2 separate regions of the Astyanax mexicanus genome follow, and region 1 is linked to region 2. Evidence: chromatin contacts called from public Hi-C data. All regions are on one chromosome and are shown on one strand. The core of a region is the stretch at or near the end of the contact, and the rest is flanking DNA. Distances in the headings are between cores, read along the strand shown.

What was found. Hi-C and Micro-C count contacts between places; a contact is called where the count stands out from the background.
Region 1: a contact with region 2 is called in a Hi-C map of muscle, with 4 times the contacts expected there. The contact joins the enhancer-like site here to the promoter of zfp36l1a in region 2. A contact is called at or near these places in 2 of 3 Hi-C or Micro-C datasets (both in muscle).

The regions. Positions count from the first base shown.
Region 1 is chr14:24,236,014-24,240,021 of AstMex3_surface, reverse strand. No RefSeq gene overlaps it. Among protein-coding and RNA genes, the nearest start is that of LOC111193212, 51 kb to the left of the region's middle. Within about 2 kb of position 2,396, the one cell type or tissue checked has an H3K27ac peak away from gene starts, as active enhancers do.
Region 2 is chr14:24,130,258-24,134,184 of AstMex3_surface, reverse strand. zfp36l1a (zinc finger protein 36, C3H type-like 1a) reads right to left here and starts at 2,280. Exons shown (of 2, transcript XM_007252558.4): 1 at 2,064-2,280; 2 at 1-53. The coding sequence starts at 2,123.

The DNA of each region.
Region 1 (4,008 bases), core at 1,147-3,646, 110 kb before region 2:
ATTCATTACATTTCATTACATTACATATATGTAGAATTGGGAGCATAAATAACACCATCAGCAGCTGGTACTGCACCAACTACTTGGCAACACCCGAGCAACCACCTCTAAGACATCATAACAACTGCCTGGGATACCATAGAAACTTTCCCTGACAACTACATCCTTTGTTATCTCCATTTAAATAATTAAAAGCAAAAAACTTCTCAAAAATTAGTATGGATTCTTCGAGGCATCTGCTCAAACTGGGTAATCCCATCATTTATTTTCACCTTATTCTTTCAGCTAGCCTCTTTCACTCCAGTTTAAACACTGGACAGTGGTTGATTGTCAGTCTGTAGCAGTTCTTTTTCAAAGCTAATAAAGTTTTAAAAATGCATCAGACAATAACAGTATTAAGAGCACTGTTTGACTGTGCGGTGTGTGTGTGTGCTATTTGGCTGCTATATGTTCGCTGTTAAAATCCTGTTTAATCATATGCTTTCTAAGGTTTTAACTTTTTTTTTTAGTTCAACCGAAACAAACACACTCACAAAGCAGAATGGGGCACCCCTAAAAGGGGCTAACTACACCCATGATGATGTAACAATCACCTAGCACCCATGTAGAGTCCACTTAGCAACTACATAACAACCCCCTGGAAAACCACGGCAACCATTTTTGCTGCAGGTAATCGAATAATGTCTTTCAAACCAGACAAGGCCAGATTTACAGTGTTCTTCCGCGACATATTGATAACCAGATAAGTTAATTATCTCATATCTTTACATCTACAGGTATTCTACAGCAGGGATCACTTGTTGTTGAATCTAAGGTAAAATCATGTACAGAGCGTCATTTTAAAACCAAATAAACACCAGATGTTTGCAGGCATGGTTCTGAATTTCATCAGCGTGTTATGAAGTTATGATGGTCTGGACTTTTCTACAGCATTCATAATTAGGACTTCCCAAACAGCACGGTTCAGTTCTTTCTGTAATAATCATTATGAAATAAAAGTGCCAGTTGGTGTCCTTTCCAGCAGTTCATTAGTGTGCTGCTAATCGTCCAACGCCACCCATGCCAAACGGCCTTTTGGGTGGAGTGCAGCATGTAGCTAGATTTACTGTAGTGGGTCATGTTCCTGATAGGAATGGGTCAGCAAAATATAAAGTAACATAGTTAACCATGGATGAAAGTTCTCCAGTAATCAACAATGTTGTTATGTTTTGATGTTATAATTAAACAATAGATGACGAGAAGGAGTGTGTTATCGTAAATAACGTCACGGCTGTGATTTGGTCGTAGGCATGAGCCGAAGGCGTATACGAGCATTTTTTTTTAACAAAATGAATAAAGAAAATTTAATACAGACTGTGCCTTTCGCCAAAAAGTAGTTCCACAACAAGTGAACTGTAACAGAACTATAACTACAAAATGGCGTATGGTTTATATGTTAGCTTGAAATCAATACTGCTGATTAAGGGAGTTAGTAAATGTTAGATCAGTGAAAGAAAAGGTGAAAATCTCCTCTCCTGCTTATTGGAGTCATCTTTATGTGAAAGCTGCGCGTTTGCGAGTATTTCTGCCTGTTTTAATGGGTGTTGTTGGTTAGCTAGCTGTGCCTGCAGGACTGTGGTTAGGTTAGCGTAGCTTTCTTTAGCTCAGCATTAGCTTAGCTTAGCTTAGCCTGGCTGGTTACCATTCTGGCTGTGAGACTTTTTACTACAAAAGACGAGCTAGCGCTGCGGGCTGCGGGAGAGCGTGCCTTGGCTGGGCGCTAGCCTGTGCTAAGCTAATGCTGCCTCTGCTGCTTGTGCTCGTGGAGGAGATGATACAAAAAGGACTTGGTTATCACAAATATTAGCACGGTTAGAACACTTCTCAACTAATCAGATTGTGAGGTCGGAACTAACTGTTGTTTAATGCTCTATAATAGGTTCATATTTACTTTAATGTAAAAAAATAGCATTTTTTTTCTCTTTCTAAGTATCCATGTGTATACATTGAGAAAAAGTCCATATGTGACTCTGCATATTGCTTTGTTTCAATGGTAGATTACGAGAATTTAGGAAGTGAAAGCTAGACGGCTTGTAATGACCATTTTCTGCAGGTGTGTGGTCGCCTTTTTATTTATTTATTTATTTTTTTAATTCGCTGAGGTTGTGCAGTTTTTTAGGTGCATGACTGACTGTGTATCCATGTATGTATGTGTGTGTGTGTGTGTGTGTGTGTGTGTGCACGTGGATCCAGGCGTGGATGTGTGGGTGGCTTGTCTGGATGAAGATGGAAGCTGATCGTTCCAGAGGGGAGCTGCAATCATTCCCCTGATATGGCGAAAAGTGCAGTGCTGCAGAAATGCACTCCAGCCCAGAGAGAGTGAGCAGCAAGGCTTCCACGACTATCAGGTTCTCCTGCACGCCTGTGGCTTTGGCCCATCAAAGTGGTGATGGTGGGAGACAGAGAGAACCGAGGAATATGTGTGATTAGTTCTGAAGTGGGCAAAGCGGTGCTCAGCGGTGTGCTGGAGTTTATAGATGAATAGCTCTGCCAACACACGAGAGAAAAATCCAGATTTAGAGGAAAAAACACAGTTCCTCCTAAATTATCTCTCTTGGACCTTGTGAATCTCTGTCTGTCTGTAAAAAGTTGGCCCCATAAACTGCAAGGATATACAGTTGCATGCAACAGTTTTGGTCTTTAAGCCATAAAGTTCAAGATGAGGCATTTCTGTAAAACATATTTTTTTTAAATTTTATAATGAGGAAAAGTGCCTGAAGCAAATATTTGGCCTAACTCCATATTCAATACATATCTTCGCTGTCCAATAATAAACAAGTATCTTCAAAACAGCAACTTTACAGGAGACAGAAAAAATCTTCTAAACTTTCAATAGAAGTCAATGTAAAAAGAGTTTATTTCAGCTAATTTTATTTATCCGTTCTATTGGTTCGTTCATTAAGAACTTTTGCCACAGTGTAAGTGACAGTTTATATAGTAAACTAAAAATGGATATACTTCTTTTTCATTGGACAGCGACGATACGAACTCCTTCTTTGGCGAGTGCCATCAAAACACTTGTATTCAGTTTTTGTTTGAGGCTTTTAAACCAATCTTCCTTGCAAAAAGCTTCTACTTCTATGAGAAATTCTGGACATTCATTCATAGACTTTCAAAATCTATTCTCATTCCCAATGATGTTTGTAGACATTTATAGACTAAAGATAATCTTTAGAACACAGTTACAGACTAAAGATAAACTTATGAACACAATTACAGACCATGGAGAAACGTAAGAGCACAGTTACAGACTAAAGATAACCTTAAGATTCTCTGTAGTCTGTAACTGTGTTCTTAAGATTATCTTTAGTCTGTAAATGTGTTCTTAAGTACACAGTTACAGACTAAAGATAATCTTTAGAACACAGTTACAGACTAAAGATAAACTTATGAACACAATTACAGACCATGGAGAAACGTAAGAGCACAGTTACAGACTAAAGATAACCTTAAGATTCTCTGTAGTCTGTAACTGTGTTCTTAAGATTATCTTTAGTCTGTAAATGTGTTCTTAAGTACACATTTACAGACTAAAGATAATCGTTAGTACACAGTTACAGACTACAGAGAATCTTTAGAACACAGGTACAGACTAAAAAGAATCTTAATTACATAGTTGCAAACTAAAAAGAATCTTTCGAACAAAGTTACAGACTAAAAATAATCTTCAGAACATAGTTACAAACTGAAGAGGATCATAAGAACACAGTTACCGACTAAAGAGACTCTTTAGAACAGTTACAGACTAAAGATAATCTTTAGCACACAGTTACTGACTAAAGAGAATTAAAAATACCCTGCTACAGGCAGAACTAAAGACTAAACAGACTGAATAAGAATCTTAAGAACACAGTTGCAGACTAACAAGAATATTAAGTACACAGTTACAGACTAAATATAGTTTTAAGAACACAGTTACAGACTAAAGAGAATCTTAAGAACACAGTTACAGACTAAATATAATTTTAA
Region 2 (3,927 bases), core at 1,031-3,530:
ATGGTGTGTGGAGCGCTGAGTATGTTATTATTATAGTTCAGCATTTTGTTGTTCTGAAAAGTAAACAGAAACATTGAAAGGTTGATGAGAACACAGTTGACCTCAGGCTAATCATTGCCACATGCAAATCTGAACAAACGCTTGTACTGAAGCATTAGGTAAGGCATAAACAACATAGTAAATCAGACTCAGATATGAATCTTTCCTGCATACAACTTTCGGCTGGCTTTATTTCAAACCAATGAGGAAATACAGGCCTATAGAACAGCTGGTTTGGCAAGTTGCCCACCAGAGGAATGCATGGCTGCTTGAGTATGAGGTGGCAGGGTGATGAATGAGAACAACAGACTGCTGGGGCAAGACAGATACAATACAGATTGTGTGTTGCCCCAGTAAAGTTCAATATCAACTTATTCATATCATAGCCATATATCCAACTCAGAGGGCAAAGTCTTTCTACTTTTTTTCTAATGTCGTAAATAAAACTCTGCTCTTTATCAGTTATACTTACAGAAATAAATACATTAAGTGTTGTTCAAAACAACAACAACAGAATTAATAAACTTTGACTTAAGGCAAAAACATGCTATTAAAGTATTATCCAGGCTTAACGAACAATGTCTGCTGCCCAGCCAACAGTCCACTTTGATAGCTACAAAACCAGACATACAAAACTGTTGGGAGTGGAATTTAGAAAAACTTCTCTTTAAGGAGTTTAGGGGTTAAATAGTCTGTCTAGGCATGGATGTGGAATTAACTACTGACTCTTTGCCAGCTAAAGCTAGCTAGCGAACCAATAACCTGTAAAACATTAAGTTAAGGACCTTACTAGCCAGGTCTTACTAAAAACATTAGCTAGAGAGGGACCAGAAAAGTGATTTCCAAGTGCAGAAAGTAACTTTAAACTCGTGCCTTGATTAAGTCCTATTTTCTCGACGCTTCAAGACATTTCTGCCTACTAAAATGTTTAGGGTAAGTTAAGATACATTAATTCGAAGTCCTATTTTAGATGTAGTTAAAATGTAATTTAAGACAGTGTTTATAGTTAGTTAACGTTAGCTATGTGAGCTAGCTAGCGTTAGCCAGTGTTCTGTCTGTCTGTGACACAGTGTCAAAACGTGCTAGGTTAGCCAACTACCACAGTGTGTAACATATACGTTATATTTAGATAAAGCTGCCTAATTAACGTTAACTAGGGAAGTTATCTTGCTAGTTAGCTTACAAGGTTTTTAGTACCATATTAGCTAGATAACTACAACGTGTAGCAAGATAATTAGGTTAACAGGTAACAGTTAACTTAAATCACTAAATCACTATATAATGGTAACGTTAAATATAAATTAACCTAACTAGCTAACTTAGTTGGTTAGCTAACTTAATGTAAATTTAGATTATTTTGTCTTTTTTGTTGTTTTACATCAAGCAAATGATAACAGTAAGTTAAGATTGTAGCTATAAACTCATTTCAAGAAGACGGATTCAAACGTATCCTAAAAACACACATAAAAACGTTTTTAGCGTCTTTTACATTAAAAAAATTGGGTCAGCGCATGCGCAATGCTGGAAAGCAGCACATATCAGTGGGTAGCACCACTCGGCAGAACACCGGTAACTTATTTTTAAACGCCTTTAAAACAACTTTTCAACTGTCGATTTTAAAATGTCGCGAGCGAACACGTGAACTTAACGAGCCCGGGCAGCGCGAGCGAGACTGAGCTGGTGCAGCTGGGCCCAACAAATCTCGGTCTGCACGCAGCTGCCCAGCTCCAGCTCAGGCTAAAAAACGCCCATTAAACTACCTGTTAACACCGCGCAAACTCCCCAACCACATCAACAACCGAGCTCAGACGTAGTTAAATAGCAGAAAATGTACTTTCACCCCCATTTTTGCTCCTAGATCGCGCCTGCATGGCGCCAAAACAGCCCAGCGCTTTGCTTAGCTAGTTAACCAGCGTTTACATTCCTCCGCAGCAACTTCACTACAGCTAATGTTAACTGTGCTACAGCTAGCGCGCGCGCTCCCCAGCTCACTCCACCACAGCGAAAACAAAACTTTTCCGTACCTTGTTGTTGTTAATGACTTCGCTGAAGTCGAAAAGAGGCGGCACTACAGCCGTGGTCATCTTCGCAGAGAGGAAAATAACAAAGAAAGGCGCGAAAGTACTACGTTTCGGCGATGCAGTACAAAACGGGTTCTTGTCTCGTGAACTTTTTTTTTTTCCTTTTTTTTGTGCCCTCACAGAGAACCCCCTCTACCCTGCCTGCGCGCCGTGCATTTCCCTTATAAAAGCGCGCAGGAGGAGCTACGGGGGCGTCGAGGGCTTTAGGGCGTTTCTTTCTGCCTTTTTTTCTTGTGAATCAAGTTTTTCCTCCCTCCCTCTTTTAACTCAGAGCTCGCAGCGCGCAGGGATTCAATCAGAGGAGCCCGAGAGCATGCATGCAACAGCTTGAAGAAGAAAAGTGTGAGGAGCAAGTGCTGCTCTGAGACTTGCTCTGAAAGTCTGAGAGAGTTCATATACACGCAACATGCAACAGCCTTCTAAATAATCACTAGCTAGTAAGGTTAATAAATCCAGACAAATAACGTTATACAGACCTTTTTATTTTGTGAAAGCTAGAAAGTTTTTTATTCAAATTAAACTCAAAATATACTCACATACACATATTTAACATAGGTCTATATAACACTACTAAACAATGTGTTAAAACATTGCTACCAATATAATACAAAATGTGTTAAATTCTGTTGTTTCAAAGCATCTATCTGGATAAAAGTGAATCAGAACACACTTTCCAGAAAATTATTTAAAGAACTGATTAATACGAATAGAATTGAATTTATGTTTAATTTTATGCTTTGTTGTTGCTTTTGAAAAATACAAACTGAATAAGATAAATCCTAAAATCCTTGAACTGCCTTCTTGCAAACAAAACACATATTTAGTAATTACAGCATGAACACAAGAGGGATGAAACCATGATATTGTGGTGTACTAAAAATGGTAATGCTTCAAATGTGGATGTGATTTCTACCAGAATTTCTTTTCTGTTTACATCCTCTCTTGTTTGCAATATTTACAGTTTGCTTACATCATATTTCTACTCTTGGATCGAACTATTATATTTATATTTATCTGAATATATATTTTCACTTCTTAACCTATACATTCCCTGTAATGCCTCAGCGATAATGTCCATTATGTAGTCAGAGCTTAAATAAAGGTTGATTATTTGATGAAAAGTTGGACAGTTGGGTTGTTTTCTAGTCAACTACAGTTGTCTCTTTGATATTTTGATGTCCATCTTTGGGTGTAAAAATATTACAGTCCCACCTTACTGGACCAACATTTCACTGCAGGGTTTCATACATTATTGTAACAGTAGTTTATTGTAAAGAAAAAAAAAGTACTCTACTGTGATACTTTTGTGAGTTTGTCCTGGTTAATTAATAATATAAGATCTTAAGAAACATAAGAAAAAGAGTTTTCTATTATTAATAGGTTACTATTATTCCAGTGTAGTCCCAAAACATTTTCTCCATGCTCATAAATAGGGAATCAATATCTCATTCAAATTTGAAAACTCCAGTTCAGTTTTTTTAGGTGGCCGATTTCAGCAGTGGAAAGTTATTCAAATAATTACACTTGGGCTGAGGGGACTTGTTTATTATCCAGACTCAACCCTTAGTTGTATCCTTGGGCTTTAGCTATATATCCGCTGTGTAATTAATGTACTCAGCAGTTAATTGTTCTCCTGAAACGTCACATGTGGGATTTTCCGGTGCTCTGGGCAGATTTAACCCTTACAAAGCAGTGTTTGGGTTAGCACACACAACATTTAACACTTTTATTTAACAGCTTTGGTCTGATCTTAATAGTGCACATAAAATGCTATTGTGCTTTGTATATATATAGGCTGTCCTTTAAA